Linked DNA regions of Mus musculus: all the other regions are linked to region 1. The links are chromatin contacts, called in public Hi-C and promoter capture Hi-C maps. All regions are on one chromosome and are shown on one strand. The core of a region is the stretch at or near the end of the contact, and the rest is flanking DNA. Distances in the headings are between cores, read along the strand shown. Region 1 holds the start of Edrf1 (erythroid differentiation regulatory factor 1). Region 2 holds the start of Nsmce4a (NSE4 homolog A, SMC5-SMC6 complex component). Region 3 holds the start of 9430038I01Rik (RIKEN cDNA 9430038I01 gene). Region 4 holds the start of Sec23ip (Sec23 interacting protein).

Region 1 (3,873 bases), core at 787-3,286:
GGGGGGAGGGGGGAGGGGGGAGGGAGCTTGATTGGCTTGCCGGAGCCCTGAGCTCTCATGAGCCCCTTGGTGTTGTCAGACTCCTGTTCTGTATACCGAGCTCTCACTTCTGCTTCCTTCATTTCTCCTTTTTGTAGGGTACTAGTAGCACATTTTCCTACTAAGCATCATTAAAAAGGATCCACATGTTAGCATCTCAAGAAATTTGTACAATATTTGAGTCCCGAAGAAAAAAAAACCCACTACTATACTACCTCAGTAAATTCTTACTGATACATCGTTATTAATAAATGACAAAACTGTAAGGTTATCAGAACCTAACTTATATTTGTAGAAGTGTTAATAAAATTAAATATGAAACAAGAAAGAAAAATAGAAAAATGTTAGACTAAATGTAAATCATTTCTTTCTTACATGAATCTGTTCATTTAGAGACACAAAAACAACCAGAGATTTCCATTTCAGAAACAGATGGATTTTCAAATTGGGACCATATTACTTTTTAAATATTTGCTTATCATTTAACATACTATGATGTGCAATTTAATTTTTAAAAATATTCCTGTAAAAAAAAATATTCCTGTAACGTGAGTTAATGGATATACAGGGTTTATTTTTAAGTACTCAAAGTTTAATCTTTTTGTGTTAGCTACATAGGTCTTATTCAGATCTCTGTATTATTATTGTGTGTGTGTTCATGCCACAGGACATGTGACGGCCAGAGGGGAGCTTTCCAGAGTCAGTTCTCTCCTTCTACAGTGGGGTCCAGGGATGACATGGAACTCGGGCCCTCAGTTTTGTTTGGCACAAGCTTTTATGTGACGAGCCTGCTAGCCTCTGATGTAATAAACAACGAAAAGGACAAAACAAACAAACAAACAAACAAACAAAAACTGGCTCTAAATACAGAGTAGTTTAAAAAAAAATCACAAAACATGCTTTAAAGTAAGGATCTGCAAAATATGCACCAAAAAGTTAATTCATAAAAATGTCTTGTTTTGCATGAAAGCAATTTGCAGACTGCATCTGCTTTCTCCGAGAACTCCTAAAGTTTTTCAGTTACTGGGTTTTTAGAGACTAAGGAAAATTATAACCTGGCATGGCTAAATAATTGCAAAGGCCAAAACACTGAAAACTGAAAACGTATACCTCCGTCCTGGCTCAGCCATTAGGAGCACTTTCTGCTCTTGCAGAGGACACAGCTTAGCACCCACAGCCCACAACTCCCAACTGCGTGTAACTCCCGTTCCAGGAGATCTGATGCCCTCTTCTGGTTTCTGCGGGCACTGCATGCACACACGCAGCCAAAGCACTCAAAACACATTTAAAAAAAAAAAAAAAAAAAAAAAAAACCCAAAACGTAATACCTCGACATAAAACAAAACCTTTTACCTCAAATATATATGTTTTATGAGGAATGTAGCAGTTTGTCTGTTATTGGGTGCAGGGTGGAAATGTAGCTCCGAGTGCTTGCCTAGCCTACACGAAGCCCTGGGTTCCATCCTCGGGCAGAAAGAAACCCCAGCCCTCGGGAGCTGGAGGCAGAGTGTCAAGTTCAAGGTCACTCTCGGCTATTTTGCGAGTTCGAAACCAGCCAGGGCTGCATGAGCGCTGCCTAGAAACCGATTAAACAGACTGATGGCTTCTCTCTCCTTGCTTCAGCCCCACTGATCTGAGGGTGCTGAGACCCACGGAGGTCCCCGCGCGTGTGCAACTCGGAGAAGCCCCAAGAGAGCGGCCGCCTGCGAGGGCCTTGATGCCACCAGCTTTGATTACGCGAATACCCAAGGCGGCACCGCCCCACCCCAGCCACCGCGACTTTGACTCAAGTCTCATTAACTGTTTGCCAACAAAGACCGGCCACGAGCGAGGGGGAGGAGCCCGGGAGGCGTGTATCGCGAGAAGTGTCCGCCCTAATGGTGTGACAGGCAACGGCGTGCGGCAGCTCCTGCCCGGACCGCGAAGGAGGAGCCAGAGCCGGAGGACGGGCTGGACCTTTGGGTGAATCTCGCGAGATTTCATCGCGCTACCTCGAGCTCTTCCTGGCAGCCGCCGGAAGTGCGAGCCGCTGAGTGTCCGAGTCGCTCGCTCTGAGGTTCTCCTGCGACTCTGGGCCCGCGTTCCTGTCGCCGCCTCCAGGGCTCGCGCGTCTGGTCGCCTCCCCAGGGTCGGAAATGATGGGGGACCCCAAGGAAGCAGGAGCCGAGGCTTCTCCTTCAGGGGCGGCCGCCCGAGGAGGGCTCAGCCTCCTGTCCCAGGCGGACTCCGAGGAGCCTTCTGCACAGGTGAGAGGCGGCGGCGGCGGAGCGCGACCTGCAGGGGCTTGGGGGGTTTGCGGGCCTGGGAGGGGGACGTGGGGCTTCTGGAACTTTCTTCCACGCCTCCTTAGCACCTCTAGTACGGAATGAATCACCAGGCGAGCCTGTCGTCGGGTGTGCAGGCAGGCGTTTGCTTGCAATGCGCAACACCCCTGGCTTCGCACTCGGCGCCAGTGGACGGGCTATAGAGTGTGTGTGTGTCACAGCCCGCCGAAGGCAGGCAGAGGAGAGAGGGACGGACCCAGGGAGGGCACAGAGAATTTGCAACGCCTGGAAGGGTTCTCGAAGGAGAGTCGAACAGCGGGTCCAGACATTGAGCATGCCCGGGTGGGTGTAGGGTCAGCTACGGAGCTAATGTAGAATGGGATGCGATGAGCTTACCGATCAATCGCTGTGTGTTTGGTAAAAATAAACACGTCCTGCAAATGACGTTTGTCATTGACTTATGCTACTTAAAAATATTCCATTAGAACCGTACAGAAGTCTTGCTCGTTTTACATGCGGTTGACAGGACACAGTTGAGCGCACTTAGTTTCTGAGTCTACATTTTTCTGTGACTCATCGTACCGGGTTGAGTCTTGGCTGGTGTGGAACTGGTTATGCAGACCGGGCAGTCAAGCTGGACGTAGACCTTGCACTGGCCCTTGTGCCTCTGCCTCCAGAGTGCTTGAAGCTTGTGTTTGCAACTACTATGCCCAGATTTTTAAAAAGCAGGTTGGTTGGCCCCTGTCCACTTCTTGATTGATCCTTTTTTTTTTTTTTTTTTTTTTTAGTTTCGTGAAAAACAGCTAAGTAAGCGTAATTTAAGCTTGTTTATTAAGTGTTAGAGCTGACACGCAGCTGAGGCTCCTTGTGAATCCTGATTTGGTGGGTTCTTAATTCATTTTTATGAAAGTGAGATTGTCGTTCCTGGCAGTGTTCATTAAAGCTTCATTCCATATGTTATTTAGGGATCGGCCTTATTTCTTGGAGGCAACGAAGTGAAAAGCAGAGCTGTGGTAAAATACTCTTCTGCCCCTCCTCGAACAGCGTTTGCACGTCTCGAAGAAAAAACAGACTTGAAACTCCCACCTGCCAACTGGTTACGAGAGAGTGCCAAACTAGGGCCAGCAGGAACCACCATTCTTGGCAATAGTAAGAAAAGCAAGCCGTTTTCAAGGTAAATTTTAATCGCTGGCATTTCTTTCCCTCCCTCTCAACCCCGGCTCGAAGCTCTGAAAGCTGCTTCGCAGTTCAATTGGAGATGCATGTTCACTTGCTCAGATATTTTTAGTAAAAGAATATAGTTGTCATCCAAAGTCCATGGTACAGTAAGAAGATTTCAGAGGTACATGCTTTCTTCCAGGCTGCAGCATGTCACGATAACGTGTACACGTTGACTGCTCATCAGCTGTTTTAGCCTGTTGTGTCTGCTTTCATATGTGCAAATAGGATGGTATGCGAGGGGCAAGACTTAAGCTGCTGCTCGGCTTGCCCTTTGGAGTGTTTATTAAATATGATGGAGTATTTGGAAAAGCCTGAGGTTTAAAACCCCAAATGCTGGGTAACCTACACC
Region 2 (3,875 bases), core at 717-3,216, 3.1 Mb before region 1:
GGCCTTGAACTCAGAAATCTGCCTGCCTCTGCCTCCGGAGTGCTGGGATTAAAGGCGTGTGCCACCACGCCCAGCTAGTTTGTTTGTTTGTTTGTTTTTGAGACAGGGTTTCTGTGTGTAGCTGTAGATGCACAGGAACAGACAGTTGCAGACCAGGCTGGCCTTGAACTCAGAGACCTGCCTCTGCCCCTCCCCCACCCCCCAGTGCTGAGATTAAAGGGTGTGTACCACCACTGCCCAGCTCATGGAAGAGGCTTCTTAAAACAGACTGTACAACTCCTTCCTGACTTCTAGAAATCTTCGAAGAACCCTAAAGCATACACTGTACCAAGTGGTAAGTGCACAGTATTGTTGCTAAAACGGAAAAGGCTCTGGGCCTGTGCACTAGTAAATGGGAATTATGGAACAACAATAATTGGCTTCTATAAAAGTAACCCAGTGAGTATAAGCTGCAATAACAGATTTAAAATCATGAATTACCTTCATTAAACAGAGTGTTAGCTTCTTCCAGGACCTCTGTTAGTTTGTCACCAGCATTCAGTATGTCTTCCCGGTTTTCTATTTAAAAGAATACAAGCTTAGGGAACTGGGCACATCCTTCACTAATAAGTAGCAACTTACAGTTCCTTCCACTCCTACAGCCTGGGTAATGATTAGAGTGGCTTTATCTCTTTAACAGAAAAAGGCTTTATCTTTTACAGAAAGAGACAATGTTACTACTGTTCCAAGCAAATTGAACGTCTGTGTGTGCAGAAGGCCTGGGGTCAACCTTTGATGTCCTTCCCTCAGCGCACCATCACCTTTGCCTTTTGAGACAGGGTATCTATCTATCTATCTATCTATCTATCTATCTATCTATCTATAGAACTATCTATCTATCTATCTATCTATAGAACTAGCCAAGAAGGCTAGGTGAGCTGGCCAAAGAGACCCAGGGTCTCTGCTTCCCCTCGGCTGAGGATACAAGTTTACAGAACTACTTTTAGGAGACACTTTAGAGGGTTCTGGGGAATCTAATTAAGGTCGCAAGAGAAGCATCTGCCCATCTCCCCAGCCCTCAAAACTTGAACTCTTGACAGGAAACACTTGCTCCCCAAATGTGCAAAGGGATGACTCTTCGGCTTCCCAATACAAGGGCTCGATTAAGAAAGGATTGTCAACTTCTCAAGCAACAGGCTCATCTGGAGAGCCACACAACAAACGCTTGGGCCTGTACAGCATTTCTGATTCAGTGTATCCGAGCTGGGCAGGGAAATGTGCATTTTAGCAATCCCAAGGGACTCCATAGCTCAGGCGCCCACGAGGAGCAAGCTAGATTGAACAAAAATCTGGTGGTGTGTGCTTGTCTTCCCTACTGGCTAGCTGAGCTCAAGTCACCACCAGGTCTGGTCTCCCGCTTTTCCAGCCGGCCACACAGCACCTGCGCGGCCGCCGCCAAGGTCGCGTAGGCTGCACTTCGTAAACAAGCGAAAGCGCGCTGCCGCGAGCCTGCGCAGACCGGCCAGCGCCTGCACCTCCACCGCCCTCCCCAGCCATGGAACGCCACCGGCCCGCGCAGCCACAAAGCGCCACCTTACGTTGGACAGAGTTGATGAGAGCGCGGTACTGATGGCGGATCTGGCGGCACAGGCCCTGGTCGTACTCGGCCTCCAAGCAGGCCGGGTCCATCAGCTCGTCCCCAGAATCAGACAGATCGGAGTCCTCCAAGCTCGGACGCTCCGCTGCCTCCCTGCGCTCCGGCGCGGCGCCGCGGCGGGCCAGCGGGGACCGCGAGCGGGACCGGGAGCGGGTGCGATCCCGGTGCGGGTCGCGGCCCCGGCCCCGGCCCTCAGACCGGCGGCCGCTGCTGTCGCCAGACATCGCGCCAATTCGCCTTGCAACTTCGGAGCGGCGGAAGTTCGCGCCAGAAACTGAAACCCCCGGCTGGGCTCGAGCGCCGGCTCCAGGAGCAACGCAGCTCCCCGGCTGGCGCGTGAGCACACAGCGACACCTGTGGCCCGGAGGTCGCGGCGGCGTTGGCTGTGTCTGTGCCTCGCATTGGTTCTTAGTTACTCCACCCTGCAAGCAAGAGTCTTAGGACTTTAGATCTCTGATCCTAATGCCCACCCCACTTAGTCATGCATCTTCCCATTGTCTCTTTGGCTCCTCTGGCCTTGGGGAGGATACAACAAACAAAACAGGGTTCCTTGACTGTACCATAGTAAACTGTTAAGCCTCCTTCTAAATATCTGCACCACCACACGGCAGGTTCACAGCTGATTCTCTAACAACAGATACCCTATAACAGGTCTGAGGAAGATAATTATATGCAATGTGGTTTCAAAGATACATGTATACATATCATTCCATGTAATTGTGTGTGTGTGCACTGTACATAGATACGCATGCACAAGTGTGCATCTGCGGGTACAAACGGCAGGTTGGCTTCAGGGGTCTTCCTCTTTCAGTTCCACATTTTTTAGATTTGTTGTGTGTGTATATACATCCTTTATTTGCGTGCACACTGTGGACGAAATGTATGCAGTGCCCTCAGATGTCAAAATAGGACGTGCACACCTCCTCTGGAACCGGAGTTAAGAAGGGTTTGTGAGCTGCCCTGTGGATAACGGCGATGGAACCCTACTCCTATGAGAACTAGTGCTCTTAACCTCTAAACCATCTCTCCAGCCCACTCTCCACGTTCTTTACCATAAGGCATCTCTAGCTGAACCTGGAACTCGTCTTTTTGACAGGACTTAAATAGCCAGCAAGATCTAGGCATTTTCCTGTCTTCACTTCCAACGCACTAGGATTATGGATCCACACTGCCGTGTACAAGTTTGGTTGTTGTTTTTTGTTTGTTTGTTTTTTGAGACAAGGTTTCTCTGTGTAGCCCTGGCTGTCCTGGAACTCACTTTGTAGACCAGGCTGTCCTCAAACTCAGAAATCTGCCTGCCTCTGCCTCCCAAGTGCTGGGATTAAAGGCATGTGCCACCACCGCCCGCCCATGTACCAGTTTTTATGCCACCTTAGGAATCCTGAGGTAATCTACCCTCTGACACACACACTTCTCCTTCTTCCATCCCTCCCTCTCACATAGGATTTCATGTAACCCAGGCTGGCCTCAAACTGACCCTGTAGCTGAAGCTAATATTGAGTTCCTGATCCTCGTGAATCTAACTACCTCACAAAGGCTGAGAGGATTTTGAGACCAAGATCCAAAGCCTAGTGAGCTCACTGCTACTGAGATATCATTGCTTCTAGAGCCTCCAAAGAAAAAAGAACTAGGAAGCTATGCATAGACACCCTTACACGTATATAAGTGCATCTCTTCATATTTTATGTTGCTGGGTTAATTTAAAACACTAATTTGCATTGACATCACAGAAGAGTGTGTGGGGAAGAAGGGGTGAATGTGATTGATGAAATACTATTCTCTGTATTAATGTAGACTACTGAGAAGAAATGGTTCAGCAGTTAAGAGCACTTACTGCTCTTACAGAGGACCTGGCATCAGTCCTCCGTATCCACATAGTGGCTCCCAGCTGTCTAGAACAACAGTTCTAGAAGATTCGACACCCTCTTTGGACTCCTGCACATACGTGATGCATGTAGCATCACCAGGCATACATGCGCACACATAGCAAATCTCTTTAACAAATAAAACGCAAGCTTATAGCAGTGTCCGATGTCCGATCAGAGTCCGATGTTGAAGTCCAGGGGGCTTTTCTCCACTCTGTGGTGATGAGTTTATATTTATTTACATGATTAACTTTGATAAGGGATGCCCAGAACGCTGGCAAAAATGTTATTTGTAGGTGAATCTGGGGTGGTTTTCAGATTCCTTGAGAAGCTCTGCCCTCAGAAACCTGGCTGGGCACCATCCGATTCACGAT
Region 3 (4,381 bases), core at 865-3,364, 3.8 Mb after region 1:
CAACTAGAGAAGACTCAGTCTCAAAAAACTACTAAGAGGTAGTAAATGAGGGGAAAACCGAGTATAAACTGGTCAATATGCAAGGAGAAGAGATAGCACCATTCTGCTAACAAACTGCCTACTCCTAACCTCTTCCATGCCTAAGTCTCAACAAAGAACCATAAACTTACGTAAAACATTGAGTGCAGTTTGAAGTAAGTTTACGGTGTAAGTACATTTAAGTTTATGCAAGGAAATCAATCCTTACATTTTACCAATGAAGACTCGGGAGCCAGATGCTGGCACAAAAAGTCTCCTTGTTCAGAGACAGAGAAAACACCCAGCTGGCCTTCCTCCTCAGTCGATGTCCCAAAAGCCATGCCCCCCAAAAGCCATTCTCCCACACCTTCATCAAAGAACCCCTTTAACTGCGTGTCCTTCTACTTCCTGTGTATCTCTCTGTCCATCTTCCTGCCTTCCTCCTTACTCTCTATGACGTTTTAATACTTCTATGTTCACTTCCTGTCACCTGTTGCTTGTTCTGCCTATTGACCATGGCTGACTTTGTTTTATCCTGTTTACAACAGTCAAGCTAAAAACGTTTGCATTTAAAGGTGTGTGCTAGGGCTGTTTTCCCAGTAAATAACAGAATCTGAGGGTTGAAGAGTGTGATCAAATATCCTGCAACAATTGAGGGTTCTTTTGTTTTGTTTTATTGGTAATTTTTTTTTTGTAACTCAACTGTGCAGGTACCTAGTGAGAACTCTAGAGGTTGTTGCAATGTCAGATGCCTTGCAGGCTCAGCTCCTGGGCAGCACTTGGCACAGCCAGCTTAGCCTACCCAAAGACTTCCACCTTCCCTTAAAGGAATGCTTAACTTCCCCTTGCCTTCTCCCCAGGTTTGGGGCAGGAAGTTAGGTGTCTTCTACAGACTAAGCACCTGGGCTTTCATAGTGCTCCATTTATAGGCTTGGCAGATATGGAACCGGTCTACAGAGACCTGTCTCTTAACCAACTATCAGACTATTCAAACAATGGATTCCAAAGAAATGGTAATTTCTCCAGGAATCTCACGCCAGCGTCCCAGAGCGGCGGCTTCGAGGGGGGGGGGGTAACTTGTCTCAAAGAAAGATTTCACACAGTTCTGTCAGACCCCTTCACAAGATGACACTGAAGGTGTGGGAGTGGTGGCTCACGCCTTTAATCCCAGCACTTGGGAGGCAGAAGCAGGTGAATTTCTGAGTTTGAGGCCAGGCTGGTCTACAGAGTGAATTCCAAGACAGCCAGGGCTACACGGAGAAAGACACTCCCCGCCCCCCCCCCCCCCAAAAAAAAGGACACTGAAGCCTAGACAATGCTAGCCAGACTATACTTTTTTTTTTTTTTTTTTTTTTTTTGGTTTTTCGAGACAGGGTTTCTCTGTGTAGCCCTGGATGACCTGGAACTCACTTTGTAGACCAGGTTGGCCTCGAACTCAGAAATCCGCCTGCCTCTGCCTCCCGAGTGCTGGGATTAAAGGCGTGCGCCACCACTCCCGGCTCAGACTATACTTTTGACACGGACTTCTTAGATATTCTTGGCTCTCTATTTCAATTTTAGTCTCACTTCGGGACTCCTGAGTCAGACTAGGAGTGATTTCCTCAATCGCTTTGTTCCTCTTCGACTAGGTGTTTTAAATCTTTTCCCGCTTTCCAATTTTAACTTGGCTCTTTCAGTTTGTTTATGAGGATAGATCGCCAGAGCGGACTTGTGGCGCAAGTTGTGATCCATGAACTCCATAACACTCAGAATACTACAGCTTAAGTCAAGGGAGCACATAGCTCCTCATCTTTGCGCAAGCGCAGCGGGAGGGGCGGGACTGTCCTCTGCCTAGCTCCACCCAGGCCCCGCCCCTGGCCCCGCCTCGGCAGCAGGCTTACGACGTCCAGCCCGCCGGTCATCCGGAAGGACCTCGCCCCGGGCGCCCGCGCGCCAGCTAGGACGCCACCTCCCTCTGCCCACGCCCTGCCCGGAGCTTACCGCGTCCCCTGCCGCTGGCAGCTCCTCCGTCCTCCGCCGTCTCCAGCGGCCCGACGCCAGGCTGTCCATGCGGCTTCACGTACCGCCTCTCAGGCCACTCGGAGGCGGGAACCACTCGACCACGTGTCTGGAGAAGCCAATGAGGAGGCGTGGGGCGTAGCCTAGACTCCACTGACTGCCCTCGCAGAGGGGCTGCAGGCAGGAGTAGCCGAAACCCGAATCTCCTACGGCCTGAAGTGCGGGTAATTCTTCCAGCAGCCACAGGTCGATGCCTCGCAAGCCCAAGCCGTGAGTGGCTTGTCGATTCTCGGTTCACAAAGTCAGTCCCAAAGGGCGTTTGTTTAGGATTTGCCACCCTTCGGCAACCCTTGGTCCGCGGGAGGCACGCCCTCCTCTCCTTCCTTGTGATTGGTTACTGAGTCCTGATAAGTAGATCCACGGACCAATCGGCACGCCTGAGGCTGCGCTGGGCGTTGTCTTTGGGAGTTGCAGTCTGACAGCTATCAGTTTTGCTCTATGGTACAAGAGAACTCGAATTCTCAACCTGGCCTAGTGGGCAGAGTCCTGCTGTGATTTTGCTGGCGGGTCGAGAGCATACACAGGAACACCGTGACCTGGGGCAGGGACAGCCACAGGCGTCGGGGATACGGAGTGGCTCTCGGCCTGGCTTTACGGAAAACTACACACTTGACTTCTCAGAAGCTATGCCAGGGTTCCTGCTGCAGCTTGAATAGGCTCTCCCTCTCCTCCCTCCCTCCAGGGCCCACCGCAAAGTTCTGAACTGTTCTCTACCAAAGCTCCCAGACCCCCATGCTTTATTGACGAATTAAATTAGAGCCAGTTCTTTGGCAGTGATTGTCTAGCAGTGGGCCTGTGAACTGGTTTGAACCAGTGGGAAGTAGAGAAGCTGCTTGGAGCAGAGACCGTAAGATCCCCTTTTCCAGTTCCAGTGTAGTGTTAGCTTCCTGGGACGATGGCAGCCTTCACATCACGAGGACAGCTAGTGGCAATGCTAGTGGGAAGTGAAGTTTAACACGAGATGGATTGTCGCAATCTCGTGTCACACACCCTTCCTACCTGGTGTATCTTTGGAATTATGAATCTATTGAATTTTTTAAAAGGCTTGGCAGTGTGTCTTGGTGTTGGAGTGCTTCCCTAGTGTGTTAACTGGGTGTTGTCTAGAGGAACCAAACAGGGTCTTAAAGACAGGAAGGTAGATGGAGGAAGGAGGATCAGAAATTCAAAAGTCAGAGGCTTGTGAAATGGCTCAGCGGGTAAGAGCACTGACTGTTCTTCCAAAGGTCCTGAGTTCAAATCCCAGCAACCACATGGTGGCTCACAACTACCCAAAATGAGATCTCATAATGAGAGCCGACACCCTCTTCTGGTGCGTCTGAAGACAGCTACAGTGGTACTTAATAAAATGAATAAATCTTTGGGCCAGAGCAAGCAGGGACTGAGCAAGCAGAGTTGACCTGAGCAAGTGGGGCAACCAGAGCAAGCAGAGGTCCTAAAAATTCAATTCCCAACCACCATATGGAGGCTCACAGCCAGCTGTACATGTACTCATATACATAAAATAAATAAATAAATCTTTAAAAAAAAGAAATTCAAAAGTCATCATCATAGTGAGGTGGAGGTTAGTCTGGGCTACTAGAAACTGTCTTAAAAACAAAACAGGGGCCTGGAGATATGGCTCAGCAGTTAAGAGCACTGACTGCTCTTATAGAGGAACTGAGTTCAATTCCCAGCAACCACATGGTAGCTCACAACCATCTGTAATGGAGTCCAATGCACTCTTCTGGTGTGTGTCTAAAGACAGCTGCAGTGTACTTGTATAAATAAACATAAATAAATCTTTAAAACAGAACAAAACAGGGCTTGGTTTGTTGGTGTACACCTTTAATTCCAGCATTTGGGATGCAGAGACAGGCAGATCTCTGTGAGTTCCAGGCCAGCTTGGTCTGCATAGAGAGTTCTAGCCAACCAGGGTTACGTAGAAAGACATTGTTTCAAAACAAAATAAACAAACAAAAACCATGGCCTGGAGAGATGGTTTATTGATTACCAGCATCTATTGCTCTTGCAGAGTGCATGTGTTCAGTTTCCCCAACCTATGCCATCTGACTCACAATTGCCTAAAACTCCAGGGGATTCAACATCTTGGGCTGGCACTCACATACATGCCCCTCAAAAATTTGGAGTTAAAATATATCTTTCTATAAAAAAAATAAGAAAAACAGCATGAGAGAATACCAAGTTGATCAAGATCCCTTTCCTGTAGGCTGTAAATCTTGTCAGCTCACTGCAGTTTGACTTTCTGCTGATCTCTCAGAGGGTCGGATCTACAGATAAGTTACTTAAGTGTCTGGAATCCTGGACT
Region 4 (3,846 bases), core at 215-2,714, 4.9 Mb before region 1:
ATTGTTATTTTAGTTTTTTTTCCCCTTCCTGTTATGGTTTAAAATAAAAAAAAATCATATGTTGAAGTTAATTATGCAAAGTGATGGTTTTGGAATTTAGGCCTTTCTCTCTCTCTCTCTCTCTTCTCTCTCTCTCTCTCTTTTTATTCGAGACAGGGTTTCTCTGAATAACCCTGGCTGTCCTGGAACTCACTTTGTAGACCATGCTGGCCTTGATCTCAGAAATCCGCCTGCCTCTGCCTTCCAAGTGCTGGAATTAAAGGTGTGCAACACCACAGCAGGGCTGGTCCTCTGGGATCCCTGCACTCATAAAGAGGTTTGAAGCCCTAGTTCTCAAGTTTCAACTTTAGTTTTTCTTCCTCAGGGAAGCTTTTTCTTCCTTAAGTTTTTCGCTAATGATCTGATGGAGAGAGATACATGCTCGCTCTTCCTAGAATGTTTAGATCTCTGTCCCCAGATGATGTCAGTGTTCCAGGAAACACACTTAAGGAAAGCCTGCCATTTATATTATTTTGTGTTTAGTTGATTGTTTTGCCAGATTGTAAACCCAAAAAGGAAGGATTTCAGGTCTGTTTCATATATCACTCTCTGGTATATGGTTCTCAGCCTTGCTTCTTTATGATAAAGAGAATTTTCTTGACCAACTTCTAGTCTAGCATGGCTTTTAGCAGTTTGAGGCCATGTTATCTATGACTCACCAGAAGTTTCCCCATTACTAAGCTCTGTACTTCTTGGCCCCGTTGAAATGCTTGTCGAGGTAAACTCAACACTGCCAGAATTTAATGTTTTTATTCCAGCCAAAACCTGGTAGTAGGCAGATAGGTCCCCAAACCCTAAATTACAGCAGTAACTCTAGAATGTTGCAATTATACATCTTTTCTCTGCCCCTTTGAAACATAAATCGTCTACCACTTGGAACTGCCTTACCAAAGGCACTTTTTGTTGATGCACACATTCAAGGAGATAGTAGCCTGGAGTGGTGGCACACTCCTTTTAAGCTCTTGGGAAGAAGAGGCAGACAGACCTCTTGAGAATTCCAGGCAACATCATGAAAACGTAACTGAAAAAAAAAAAGGAACCCAGCCGATAATAATTCTTACTTCCAATTCTTATGACCGCCTGTCATAAAGATATAAGAATTGCAGTGTGTGGTGGTATTAATCTCAGAAATGGAAGAGCTGAGGCAGGAGGATAAAAAGTCAGTCTGGGCAGCATAGAGAGATCCTGCCTCGCAAGCAAGCAAATAAACCAACCAACCAAAAACAGATACTCCATGAGAAACTCAGGGCGTCCAGGACATCTCAGAATCTGCGACTTCGAGCGTCAATTAACGCTAGGATTCATCGGCCACACCTCTCTATTCTATGCTGTGATTCCAGAGGCTGACCCAGTCTCGCGAGACCGAGGCTGTCACGTGATAGGCTTGGGTCTGAAGCCGATTCCACCTTATTGATTTTGGGCGGCGTCAAATTCCGGAAGAAAACCGATCCCGGAGTCGCTGGCCTGTGGCACCTGTGCGCAAGTGCGGAAGTGCGGTGGCATCCTCGCTAACCGGTTTCCGGTCTGTGTGCAGCACCGGGCTCGCAGAGCCACGTAACGGCCGGGGGTCTGCAGCCATGGCGGATAGGAAGGCTAACGGCGGCGGAGCGTCCGCCTCCTCGTCAGGCACTAACTTACTCTTCTCCTCCTCGGCCACGGAGTTCAGCTTCAACGTGCCCTTCATCCCCGTCACGCAGGCCGCCGCCTCCCCGGCTTCCCTGCTCTTACCCGGAGGTAGTGAGCCGAGGGCGCTTGGGGGCCAGTGTCTGTCCCGGGAGGCGGGTGGGACAGGAGTGTCGCCTGCTCTGAGTCGCTTGCCAGGGTCAGCAGTGACCAGCTTTCAGAGGGCCAGGGACTGGAGGATCCTGGAGGAGGGGCTCCGGTGATGAGGCTTGGAACTCCTGTCATTGCGCAACTGTTTGTTGAACACCCACTGGTGTGCTGGTGCTGGCAGAAAACGCAGCTAAATTAGACAGTTACCCTTTGCTAGAATCCGAAAGCTGCTCTCTTACTGGGAAACACCGGTGATAGGGTAGGACATCACCTAGGAGACAGTAAGTTTCTCCAGAGGAGACAATGCCTCTCTTGTAGAGGACTATACACTCTCTCCTAGTAAAAGCCCCCCCGTTACACTTTTGATTAAGCTCTGTGTATATCTGGGAAGGCTGATTTCTCTCTCTCTCTCTCTCTCTCTCTCTCTCTCTCTCTCTCTCTCTCTCTCTCGTTTGTCTCTGTCTCTCTTTCTCGTCTGTCTCTCTCTGGTGGTTTGGAGCACAGACTGTGTTCAGACCCGGCACTGCCATTAACTTGCTGTGTGGCCTCAGTCATGACATTTTACCTGTCTGCTTAGATTTCATGTTTTCAGCTCCTATCCCTGGGTTTGAGAGCAAGGTCTCTCTGTGTAGTACTGACTGTCCTAGAACTCACTGTGTAGATCAGGCTGGCCTCAAACTTAAAGGATCCACCTGCCTCTGCCTCTCTGCCTCTGAGTGCTGGGATTAAAGGCATTCGTCACTATACCCTGTCTCATTTTTGTAGAGTTCTATATCTAGTGTCCCACACGTATTGTTGTGTAAATACTTGTGAGCTAAGTACTCTGCCCCTCCATGTGGACTGTGAACTTCTTACCTCTTTTCATTTTCAGGGTCCTGTTTTTTAGTGCCTAGCACACAGGTGCTTGTTAGGTGCTGAGCTTTCCCCACCAAATAATTCCTCCTTGGAGGACTAAGGGGAGTTTCCCGCAGAAGGGAAGAAAGACAACTGAAAGCATGTGTATCTGCAGTGTCTCCTTTCTGTCATGTTTCTTCTCGGTGCTCGTAACTGTCTGACAGGTACATATGCCCGCTTACCCTACCAGGCCAGGGTGTAAGCTTTGTCAAAGCAGGGGCTGGCCCGATGCCTGGAATGCAGACTACAGAATTTCTAGTGGGAGTTTGCTGAGCGACTGGGGGGATGGATCCACGAGTGCCCCTGCCTCATGGAAGCGGTGTGACTGAAAGGTTCAGTGATGCTTTCTTTGGTGAAGAATTGTGGCTGGACCAGAGTACTGTGGAAGGGTCCAGGAATCAGTAAGGTCGTGCCTTGGGTTTTTCAGATTGTTCTCGGCCTCCAGAGTGGTGTTTGATGCACGCTCGTTTTCCTTGATGTATGATATTTAATTTGTGTGTTATTGTCGGTGCTTGACATTTCTATTCTCTTCTTCATTTTCTTGTTAATTTTCTGTTCATTACTGTTTTTCTGCCTGTGTGTCTATGTGGGGGTGTGGGACCCCCTGGAACTGGAAGTTACAGACAGTTGTGAGCCGCCATGTGGGTGCTGGGAATTGAATCCAGGTCCTCTGGAAGAGCAGCCAGTGGTCTTAACCATTGAGCCATCTCTCCAGCTCAACATTTCTGTTTTCAGCTTTAAGATAAGTATATCAGTCTTTAAGGTTTATTCATTTATTAATTACTTTTTGAGACATGGTGTCATTTTGTAGCCCAGGGTAACCCAGAACTTGTGGCAGACCTCTTGTCTTAGTCCCCAGGTGCTGAGACTACAGGCATAAGCCACCACTCCCAGCTTTATATTTTAAAAGCTTCTTAAAAGTTTATTTTTACTATTTTAAAAAATGTGTACTTGGGTATGTCTATCTTTGTGTCCATATACATGAATGTAGTTGCTCTCAGAGGCCAGAGACTTTGACCGTGCCTGGAGCTGGAGTTACAGGTGGGTGTGAGCACCTGAGTCCAGTGCTGGGAGACAAATTAGGGCCATCTTTAAGAGCCATGCTCTGTAAGAGCAGCACAAGCTCGCAATGACTGAGAT

What was found. Promoter capture Hi-C pulls out the DNA fragments that hold promoters and counts their contacts. Hi-C and Micro-C count contacts between places; a contact is called where the count stands out from the background.
Region 2: a contact with region 1 is called in a Hi-C map of pre-B cells, with 7 times the contacts expected there. The contact joins the promoter of Nsmce4a here to the promoter of Edrf1 in region 1. A contact is called at or near these places in 1 of 39 promoter capture datasets (pre-B cells) and 3 of 484 Hi-C or Micro-C datasets (B cells, CD8 T cells and pre-B cells).
Region 3: a Hi-C map of B cells shows a contact between it and region 1, with 6 read pairs. The contact joins the promoter of 9430038I01Rik here to the promoter of Edrf1 in region 1. A contact is called at or near these places in 3 of 484 Hi-C or Micro-C datasets (B cells, CD4 T cells and neutrophils).
Region 4: a contact with region 1 is called in a promoter capture Hi-C map of pre-B cells, with 4 times the contacts expected there. The contact joins the promoter of Sec23ip here to the promoter of Edrf1 in region 1. A contact is called at or near these places in 1 of 39 promoter capture datasets (pre-B cells) and 1 of 484 Hi-C or Micro-C datasets (Th1 cells).

Annotation. Positions count from the first base shown.
Region 1 is chr7:133,635,639-133,639,511 of GRCm38.p6, forward strand. It overlaps Edrf1 (erythroid differentiation regulatory factor 1), which reads left to right and starts at 2,037. Exons shown (of 25, transcript NM_178115.4): 1 at 2,037-2,285; 2 at 3,269-3,477. The coding sequence starts at 2,175.
Region 2 is chr7:130,545,415-130,549,289 of GRCm38.p6, forward strand. Nsmce4a (NSE4 homolog A, SMC5-SMC6 complex component) reads right to left here and starts at 1,967. Exons shown (of 11, transcript NM_001162855.1): 1 at 1,578-1,967; 2 at 481-558. The coding sequence starts at 1,860.
Region 3 is chr7:137,408,642-137,413,022 of GRCm38.p6, forward strand. It overlaps 9430038I01Rik (RIKEN cDNA 9430038I01 gene), which reads right to left and starts at 2,115. Exons shown (of 4, transcript NM_029886.2): 1 at 1,999-2,115. The coding sequence starts at 2,067.
Region 4 is chr7:128,743,406-128,747,251 of GRCm38.p6, forward strand. It overlaps Sec23ip (Sec23 interacting protein), which reads left to right and starts at 1,465. Exons shown (of 19, transcript NM_001029982.2): 1 at 1,465-1,773. The coding sequence starts at 1,617.